Linked DNA regions of Zea mays: region 2 is linked to region 1. Evidence: chromatin contacts called from public Hi-C data. All regions are on one chromosome and are shown on one strand. Each heading gives the region's core, a stretch centred on a gene start, on an enhancer-like site or on the middle of the called end of the contact. The rest is flanking DNA. Distances are from core to core; before and after follow the strand shown. Region 1 holds the start of LOC103651666 (probable protein S-acyltransferase 4). Region 2 holds the start of LOC100280763.

Evidence for each region. A called contact is a pair of places that touch in the nucleus more often than the background predicts.
Region 2: a Hi-C map of leaf shows a contact between it and region 1, with 9 times the contacts expected there. The contact joins the promoter of LOC100280763 here to the promoter of LOC103651666 in region 1. A contact is called at or near these places in 4 of 25 Hi-C or Micro-C datasets (ear, leaf and tassel).

What each region holds. Positions count from the first base shown.
Region 1 is chr3:235,777,508-235,781,973 of Zm-B73-REFERENCE-NAM-5.0, reverse strand. LOC103651666 (probable protein S-acyltransferase 4) reads left to right here and starts at 1,903. Exons shown (of 7, transcript XM_035966546.1): 1 at 1,903-1,976; 2 at 2,175-3,219; 3 at 3,366-3,557; 4 at 3,730-4,041. The coding sequence starts at 2,650. It overlaps LOC100194010, which reads right to left and starts at 1,994. Exons shown (of 11, transcript NM_001309891.1): 1 at 1,386-1,994; 2 at 715-887; 3 at 1-57. The coding sequence starts at 1,641.
Region 2 is chr3:235,921,765-235,926,230 of Zm-B73-REFERENCE-NAM-5.0, reverse strand. It overlaps LOC100280763, which reads right to left and starts at 1,818. Exons shown (of 2, transcript NM_001153684.1): 1 at 1,677-1,818; 2 at 1-412. The coding sequence starts at 1,724. The coding sequence ends at 218.

The sequences.
Region 1 (4,466 bases), core at 654-3,153:
TGTGTCTGTATCAGACTCAAAGGTGAAGCCGTGCCTAGTTAGTGTCTCTTTCAAGACCTGAACAGAATCAACAGACATGAGAGAAAAATCAAGTTAGACTTGTCATTTACCAAGTATAATATGGTGCCACGTTAGTTCACAACAGAATCAAGAGGATGCACATGATAACATACATTGAAGTCTATGATGGTTCAGACTTGAGTGTCATAAATGTCCATAAACACAGGATCAATTTTTGAAATCTAACATTGAGTATTGCGAAAAAAATTACATGATTAGAAAAGGAAATTCAAGTCTGGCGTTGGATAAACTGCAGATCTGCAATGGCAGTTCTTGATATTCCATTTGTTAAACAGTAAATAATGTACTGCGGTAACCATTCGTAAGTATTAAATTGTTTTTAGATAATGGAACAAAGTTCCAGCCTCTAAAGGGCAGATTCTCTGCTTAAAAATTGGAGGGAAGATAAGGGGACATCCCATGTGAAGGGAGCTCAAAGCAAGTGTTGGTATGTTGGTACAGGCGTGTGGTTTCAATGGTCCATGTGCACACACAACTGTAAAGACTATATAGAACAAAACAAACAATACAATACCGCAAGGATTCCATCAAGCAATGTCACACACAGTAACAAGTATGTCACCATATGAAACGAAGAACATGCAAGAACTCTATTTTATATTATACAATATCACAATAGCAGAGTAAGCAGACCTCATAGTTGGTGATAATGCCATTGTGGACAACCAAGAACTCATCACCGGCACCAGACGATTGGGGGTGGCTGTTCCTTGGAGCAGGCACACCGTGCGTGGCCCACCTGGTATGTGCGATCCCAGCATGCACACTGAACGCAGCATCCAGGTTCACATCCTTCTCATCAACCTCTGAGAAAAGGGACACAATCACGGAAGCTGGAGTAAGATTTAGCTTCTGAGCTACTCGTATAGTTCAGCATTTCAGGACTACTAGTACAGGAACAGGACGGAGTACCACCAAAAGTGCCATGGAAACTTGTATACGATTTCTGACGAATGGCATAAATGGAAGAAGCCTACTTGATATGCATGGCCCAATTCTACGTCCAGGATTTGCTAAGAGCTACAAACTAGAATTAGAGATATTGATGAGAACAGAGATCCAGAATTTTCAGAGCCTGTGGTTAAGCTATATGATATGAGAGAAATGTCACGCGGTAACCGTAGAATAGAATCAGCCAAAATCACTGTCAGCAGGTAACAGAATAATCCCCCACAAATTGCGATCCCAAAACCCGTCCGATAGAGACAAGTCGGCCCCCGAAACAAAACAAAACAAAACAAAACAAAAAGCATATCCAAGTTTTGCGGCAGGAACAAGGAGATTTGAAACGGGAGTGGGCTGACCGGAGTAGACGGATCGCACGAGGTTCTCGATCTTGCCCTCCTGGCGGAACACGAGCGGCGGCGCCCCGGCGTACGGCCGCGCGTCGGAAGAGGAAGCGGGAGCGGGGGAGGGGACCTGGCGGTCGGCATCGAGCGCGATCCCGGCGGAGTCGTAGCCGCGGTACTCGAGGCGGCGGAGGCCGTTGAAGAGGACCTCGAGGATGTAGCGGCGCTCCCGCGAGACGTTGTAGTTGAGGTAGGCGAAGATCCCGCACATCCTTCCTTCCTGGCTGCGGCGAAGAGAAGAATGGGGAGTTGGTATGCTTCCCTAGTAGCAGGACACTGGCTGGCAGAGGCCGTACGAAGAGAAACGGCTGGGTTGGCTGGGTTCGGCCGTTCGGTTATAAGGAGGGCGAGCGAGGGTTCGTTTCGTCCAGCCCGGGAGGCCGGGAGGGAGCGGCGAAGACGACGACGGACGAACGGGCGGGCAGTGCGGGTGCGAGGAGGGGCAGAAACGCAGAAGGAAGAAGCCGCGTGGCTTCGATGGTGGCCGACGACCGACGCGGCGACGGGGTCAAGCAAACCAATCCATGGATGCCGCGGATTGCAGAGGTACGAGTACGACAAAAGGTTCTTCTGCACAGCACAGGTGAATTTCCACACGTGGCAAAATGCAAGACGGCAACACCAGTGAACATGACATTTACTTTCTTGTGCTTTTCTGTTATTCAAGACAGATTTCTTTCATTTATAACTTTATGATAGTTTGAGTTAAGATAAAATTAAGACATCGAGTCTTTTTTTTTCTAGAAAAGAAGAAAGAAAACAGAGTAACTTACAATTTGGAAAGTGAGAGGTACTTGAGGTAATGGGGTTGGAGGTGGAGCGATACGATTGGCTGGACGGGATCACGTTGCCCGGGCTGCGCACATGACTCCACTTGTGCGGCTGGCGTCCGGAGGTCAGAGTCAGACACGGCCAGCTGAGAGCTGACAGCTGGGCCTGCCTCAGCCTCACCACATGCATTATTGGGTTCGCGACCTGGGCCGGGCCGGGCCGAGCAGGTCAATTGGTTCGTCTCAAGAAAAAAAAACAGTATGCAGGTCCAGCAAAACCAGCAGACGAAGTTAAATGCTACCAGACAGAGACAGAGACAGAGGTATATGCTAACAGGCTTTCCAGGGAGACGCAATTTCCAGCGGGGATCGCGGCAGGATAAGAATAAGAATGTAACGTACCGGCATCGCATCCACCACCCGGAGGATCAATCTGTCTAACAATTGGGATGGTTTGTCAACACGACCCAACCCAACCCAACCCAACCAAAAGGTACAGCTTCTTCTCTCTGCATTTGCGTGCCCATTGCCACCACCACTCCCTGCTGCCTGCTGCCTGTCCTTGGGAACTCCTTCAATGGAAAAGGGGTGATCCAGTTATTGATGGCCTGCAGTACAGCTTGACCGCTGGGCACTGCTTGCTCCTACGGCAACTACAATGCCTCTGCTCTGGACCATCATCCGTTGAAAGCAAGGCAGGCGTCACACATGTCCAACCTCGCCATCACCGATGCGTGTCTCGTGACAGAATCAGAGCAAGCATCATGCAGCAGCAGCAGCCAGGAGCAGAGGGCGCCGTCATGAAGCCATCAGAGCCTGCTGAGGATGAGCAGCATCAGCAGAAGCCAGGACTAGAGGGCGCCGTCATGAAGCCATCAAAGCCTGCTGAGGATGAGCAGCATCAGCAGAAGCCAGGACTAGAGGGCGCCGTCATGAAGCCATCAGAGCCTGCTGAGGATGAGCAGCAGCAGGAGGAGGCTGAGCGCAGAAGGCTCTACCAGGCTTGGAAGGGAAACAACGTGCGTAAGCCCCAGCACGAGCTTCTTCTGTCTTCTTCTCTCCTTCGTTACCAGTTTCAAATGGTTCGGCAACTCTTCAAACAAAGGTTGCCCGAAACAGACCCAGAGTCCACTGACAGGGCAACCAAACCAAACCAACTCTGCAGATATTCCTGTGCGGCGGGCGGCTCATGTTCGGGCCCGACGCCGCGTCCCTCCTGCTCACGACATTCCTCATCGTCGCCCCGACCATCGTCTTCTGCTACCAGATAAAATCCACGTTCTACGGCTCTGGTGGGCGGCAGCAGCAGCAGATGCACCAGGCAGCAGCGCTCGTAGTCACCGTCACAACGATCATGGTCAGTGCGTCTATCTCTTAGGCCCGTCATCTTCTTTGCCGACTCCACTGTCCTCTCTCCCAGCAATCATCATGAACTCCACAACGGCTCCAGCCTAGATACATGAAACTGATGAATCAAAAACATCCGATTCCCAATGCAGCCAGAAACTGAACCGTGGCTTCAAACGCAGGACCTTGTCTTCCTATCCATGACATCCACCAGAGACCCAGGAATCGTGCCAAGGAACTCGAGGGCGCCCCCTGAAGCCGACGAGTTCCTCGGCTGCAACACGCCGTCTATGGACTGGAGCGGCGGGAGAACCCCGCGGATGAGGCTCCGCCGGACCAAGGACGTCATCATCAACGGCTTCACGGTGAAGGTGAAGTTCTGCGAGACCTGCCTGAGGTACCGTCCGCCACGATCCTCGCACTGCTCCATCTGCAACAACTGCGTCCACAAGTTTGACCACCACTGCCCATGGGTCGGCCAGTGCATTGGACTTGTAAGTAACCGACCCAGCTACTATGCAGTACGCAATTTGAATGTTGAATTATCAGATTCTAGCTCCAGACCTCCACTGAAAAAGGACACGTGCAAGTCAGCACTTGTTTCATTACTGTTATGCATATCGCTGATATCAAACAGAGATTACCATCACTGAGAATTTGTTAATCAGATTAGACACCTAACTAGAAAATGATCTTCTTAACTTCTAATAGGAGTACTGAACCACGCCTAACATACAGGCTTCGAGGACATACTGCCATAATTTGCATTAGAAACTGATTAGCTTAGCATAATCCAAAGCCATATTTCAGAAATGCAATAATACCTTAGAAGTAAACAGTAAGTTTTAAAAATGCTGCATTCCTATCAATATTTCATTCTTAAATAGTTTCCACTGTCCTGAATAATCACCATTTTTTT
Region 2 (4,466 bases), core at 569-3,068, 140 kb before region 1:
GCATCAACATCTCAGAATCAACTTAATTCTAACACCGTCTTAAACAAAAAAAATGCATAGGATACATTGACATGTCTTTCTAGTTTTCTACCATCTCACCAACAATGGCACACTCCAGAGGACACACCACACACACACATTGCTCCGTCCACGCAGGGGCAGAGAGAGAGAGAGAGAGAGATGCCTGCGTTTGCGCGCGTGGTTGGCCGTTGGGACTTCAGCCGCGGCCGGTAGTGGTGAAGCGCTGCAGGGCCATCATCTTCACCTCGGCGAAGCGTTTCGCGCAGTTGGACAGGCACGAGGTCTCGCTCCTGCTCAGGCTGCTCCCCACGCTCCCCGTCACGCACTTGTCCCAGCAGACAAACGTCAGCTTCGCCACCAGCTCGTTCGCCATGGCCCTTTTTTTCTCCTCCTGAAACACACGGACACCGGTTCCTCCAGTGTCAGATCAAATGGCTGCAGGTACTCACGTTCATCGGTCAGTTCCATTGAACATGTCATGCCTACCATCCTCCCTGCTTGCATTGGATTTCCTTAAGTCTGAACATGCTGAATTTGATTCTATTAAACACCAAGTAACTTCACACACGTCTCACTAATCCTACGGAAAGAAAACCGCGTGATTCCCAGGCTGAATTTTTACTCTACAAACCGCAAATCATCCATACCATTTACTGAAACGACATGTAACATCGGACAGACCCAGAACAGGGGTCAGCTTGAGTTAGATTCACAGGAACAGGATGTGTAGCAAGGCGGTTCCCTGCCTATCTTGTATAGCATAACATAGATGCACTGGAGGGTCAGAATTGCTTAAACTTGAACAACTAGCATCATTTCTCTGGTACCATTTATGATCTGTGACAGCAACTTATAGTTCAACAGTGTTTCAAAGGTGTCGCCTAGGTGATGGTCAGGCGTACCCAGCTCACCTTGGGAAACAGTGGTGCCTTGCCGCCTAGGCGCCCAGGCAGACCCAGCACTGATTAAGTAAGGAGTCACCTTTTAAATACTGGTTAAGTGTTATAAAAAAAACAAGTAAGGAGTCTCCTTTTTTTCATGTAGAAACTTCGTAATGAGGGGAAATATAATGACCGAGCAGTGCCCTTCAGGATGAGCAAGAATCTTCCAACAGCAGTGAGGCAGTTTATCAGTATAGGGTAAGGGCTAGTTATTGCTTGTACACGGAACAGGTCAAAATCAGGTATGCACAGGTTGGCTAACATCCAAAATTTTCACTGTAGAATGGACTGAAGACCCTTTTGACAGTTGAACCAGTTCTGGAATGATGGAAACCCCTCCATATCAAGAATCAAGATGCATCACTTACATTTAAAGCAGCGATGCTGGATACTTCATCAGTAGAGAGCTATTGAATACTCCTAGGGTTTTAGCATCAGTTGCATCTGAATACAAACTCCTGGCACATCTCTAAACCCAAGATTCAGGAGCATTCTCCCTCCCAGCTGATACGAGATTCCCTTGGTTCTATTTATTATCCCAGGGCGAGAGCAACATCGTCTTCGGCTAGATCAATCAAGGGAATCAAAGAATCCGGGAGGAAAGAAAAAAGGAAAAACATGCGGGGGTGGGGATTAGCGGATGCGCCGCCGATGGGTTTATTGGGATGAGTAGCAAGAAATCATCCACTAGGCATAGCGGAGCGGAACAGGTACCTCAATGAGCGCCATGAGACGCGGATTGCTGAGGGCCGAAGAATCCATGGGTCGATGTCGATCCGCTGCACCTGCTCTGCTCTGCCCTGCCGGCGTGAGGAGGTGGATGAGACAAGACTTTCCGTTTACTTCTTTTTTGAATGAAAGAAATCTTGGCAAGAAAGAAAGAAAAAAAACACATAAGGCTGGCTAGTTGGGCCTGCTTATTTGGACTGGGCAGAATCTAGCCCACTACTTGGATTCCTCCACTTCTTTCTCTCCCCGAAAGCGAGCAGTCAAGCGTGAGCCCAGCCTGGGAATGGAAGGAAATCAATAGAAAGAGCAAAGACTCCTGTTGACCTTGAAATTTGATTTTTTTTTTTTCCTTAAACTTTAAAACCAGATCCCTTACTCTCTAAACTCTTAAAATTGCTCAAATTACCTTTTTTATCTTAGTTTGAGGTGGTTTTGAAAACGGTTGTCCATTGTTTTAGTTAAAAACCTGAGTAGGTATTTGATAAGATTTTTAAACTACAGAAAATGCCCCTAAGTTTCTAAACATCATAAGAAAGTACTAGAGATAGATGATTATATAAATAAAATATTTAGAGCTTATAAAATAATTATCTCTAAATGCTTCCAACAAAAAAAAATTACTTATAGAGAAATGGAAAACGTGTCTAAAAATAAAAAATTTACATAACATTCCAATTGATGTTTAAATGTATTTTAAGATTATTTCATGACAAAAAAGCATAATACACAACTAGCACAAGTGAATAGAATGAAGACATTCAGTGCTAATGTATGTTGCATTGCATACTTGCACTCGTAATGGTTGTGACCCATATTTGGATGTACAAAGTTAAAAAAACATGTTTATACATCGATTATAATGTTTCAAGAATTTTTTATACTTCTCTAAATAGTTTTTGCATTTTAGTAGAGATAAAAATAATTTTATGAAGCTTCTAAAGATTTTTTTCTCGTACCCCAATTTGTATCTATTTTTCGTAATTTCAGCGGAGAGTGTCTGTTTGATTTAGCTTTTTTCTGACCAGCTTTTCTGATAATCTAGCTGTGTAGAAAATCTGAGTATCATTAGGATTACGTGCGGAGAAAGATAATATTGTCCATGTTAGAAATATAGGCATTTTCTGTACCATTTTAATTCCATAAATTAAAATTATGATGATGACATATAATAGATAATCAAACATAGAAAACATGATCTCAAAAATATCCATAACAATATGGATCATGAGAACACAAAGCATATGAAGCATGTAAATCATATAAATAAAATAAGTATATAAACATGGTTCATGGATTATTGCGGAACAACTGGAAATAAACAGATAACAATATAAACATGATGACTATAAAATTAAGACAGACAGATATAACATATTATAATACGATAGAACAAAGCTACATATGACATATATAATATGCAGAATATAAAACTGTAATGAACTGAATTGATCATACCCCCATGCGCTTCGAGGATCCTGATCCTTGTCCAACTTCTCTTGTCATCCGATCGAGATGAAGACGCCAAGAACCAGCGATGAAGACAACGACAGACATTGGGCAGTCGCGTAGACGCTCCCCAAAAACCTAATTGTCGATCCCCCGTGCAAGGTCTCGAACGACACCGGCTTCGGAGGCACCTGCCCTCTCGCTTCTCTGTGCGCGCAGATTCACGAGATGGAAATATCCTCACTCGGCTGCTGGACTGTGAGACTGAAAGTGTTTCTCGCGTGTACCGAGTGACAGGGGTGCTCCTCTATTTATCCTCTCGCAGAGGGAAACTGAAGGAGAAAGGTCGTCGAGTCACGCCAAGAGTCGGCCAGCTCTAGCCGAGTTATGCCATGAGTCGGCCAGCTCTCGCCGAGTCACGCCATGAGTCGGCAGCTGAAGGAGACGGGTCACTCGGCTGGCTGACGAAGAGACAGGGTCACTCGGCAGACGAAGGGACAGGGTCACTCGGCTGACGTACGCGGTTAGTGAGTGCTAAAAATTAACACAACCACACCACGCCCGCTCGCCTGCCTGCCTCGCCCGGCCCGGCCGGCGGCGGCGCGCGCGCGTGTGGCACGCCCTTGTCCATTTCTTGACTTCTCAAGTTAAGTGGAATAAATCCCACCATATAAGTCAAGGCAAAAGACCCTTGGACTTCCAATGTGGTACTATTGGTATTCTCCACCATTACACACCATAGAGTTTATTCAATAAATGGGCCAAGCCCATAAAAGATCCAACAATCCCCACCAAACTCTAGGGTTTGTAATGATGAAGTATCAGAATCACAATCCTTTGATATACCAGTGTTTCGATGGAGACTGTTAAGTTGAACATCCATCTAGAATAAGAGTTTCACTCATTCACAACTGAACAATGGACTATGCCTTGAATTGACAGTTTTGTGCGAAATAAGATTCACTCAAATCCTTTGCTGATACTAGGCTGCAAAAAGGTATTCCCGCTGTTTAGAAGCATATAAGTCACACTTCAGTGCCTTTCATGAGTATTTAGGGATTACCCAAGTCCCATAGACTGTGACTAGCAGTCTGACTCATATAGGTGTATTCCTCAGAAGATGTTCTGTAGGACAACATCTCATCTTTATAAGACTCTTGGAATACATTAAGGTAAAAACCATCCTGCCTTACAGATAGGAAAGATGTGCATCAGAAATGAGTCAAAGAAGGGATCTTTCCTCACAATCTACTCCTAGCTTGTTTCACCACTCTACTTCACGGGATCTCCGATCACATAGAGCAGGTTACCACTAGAGTAGATCTCACA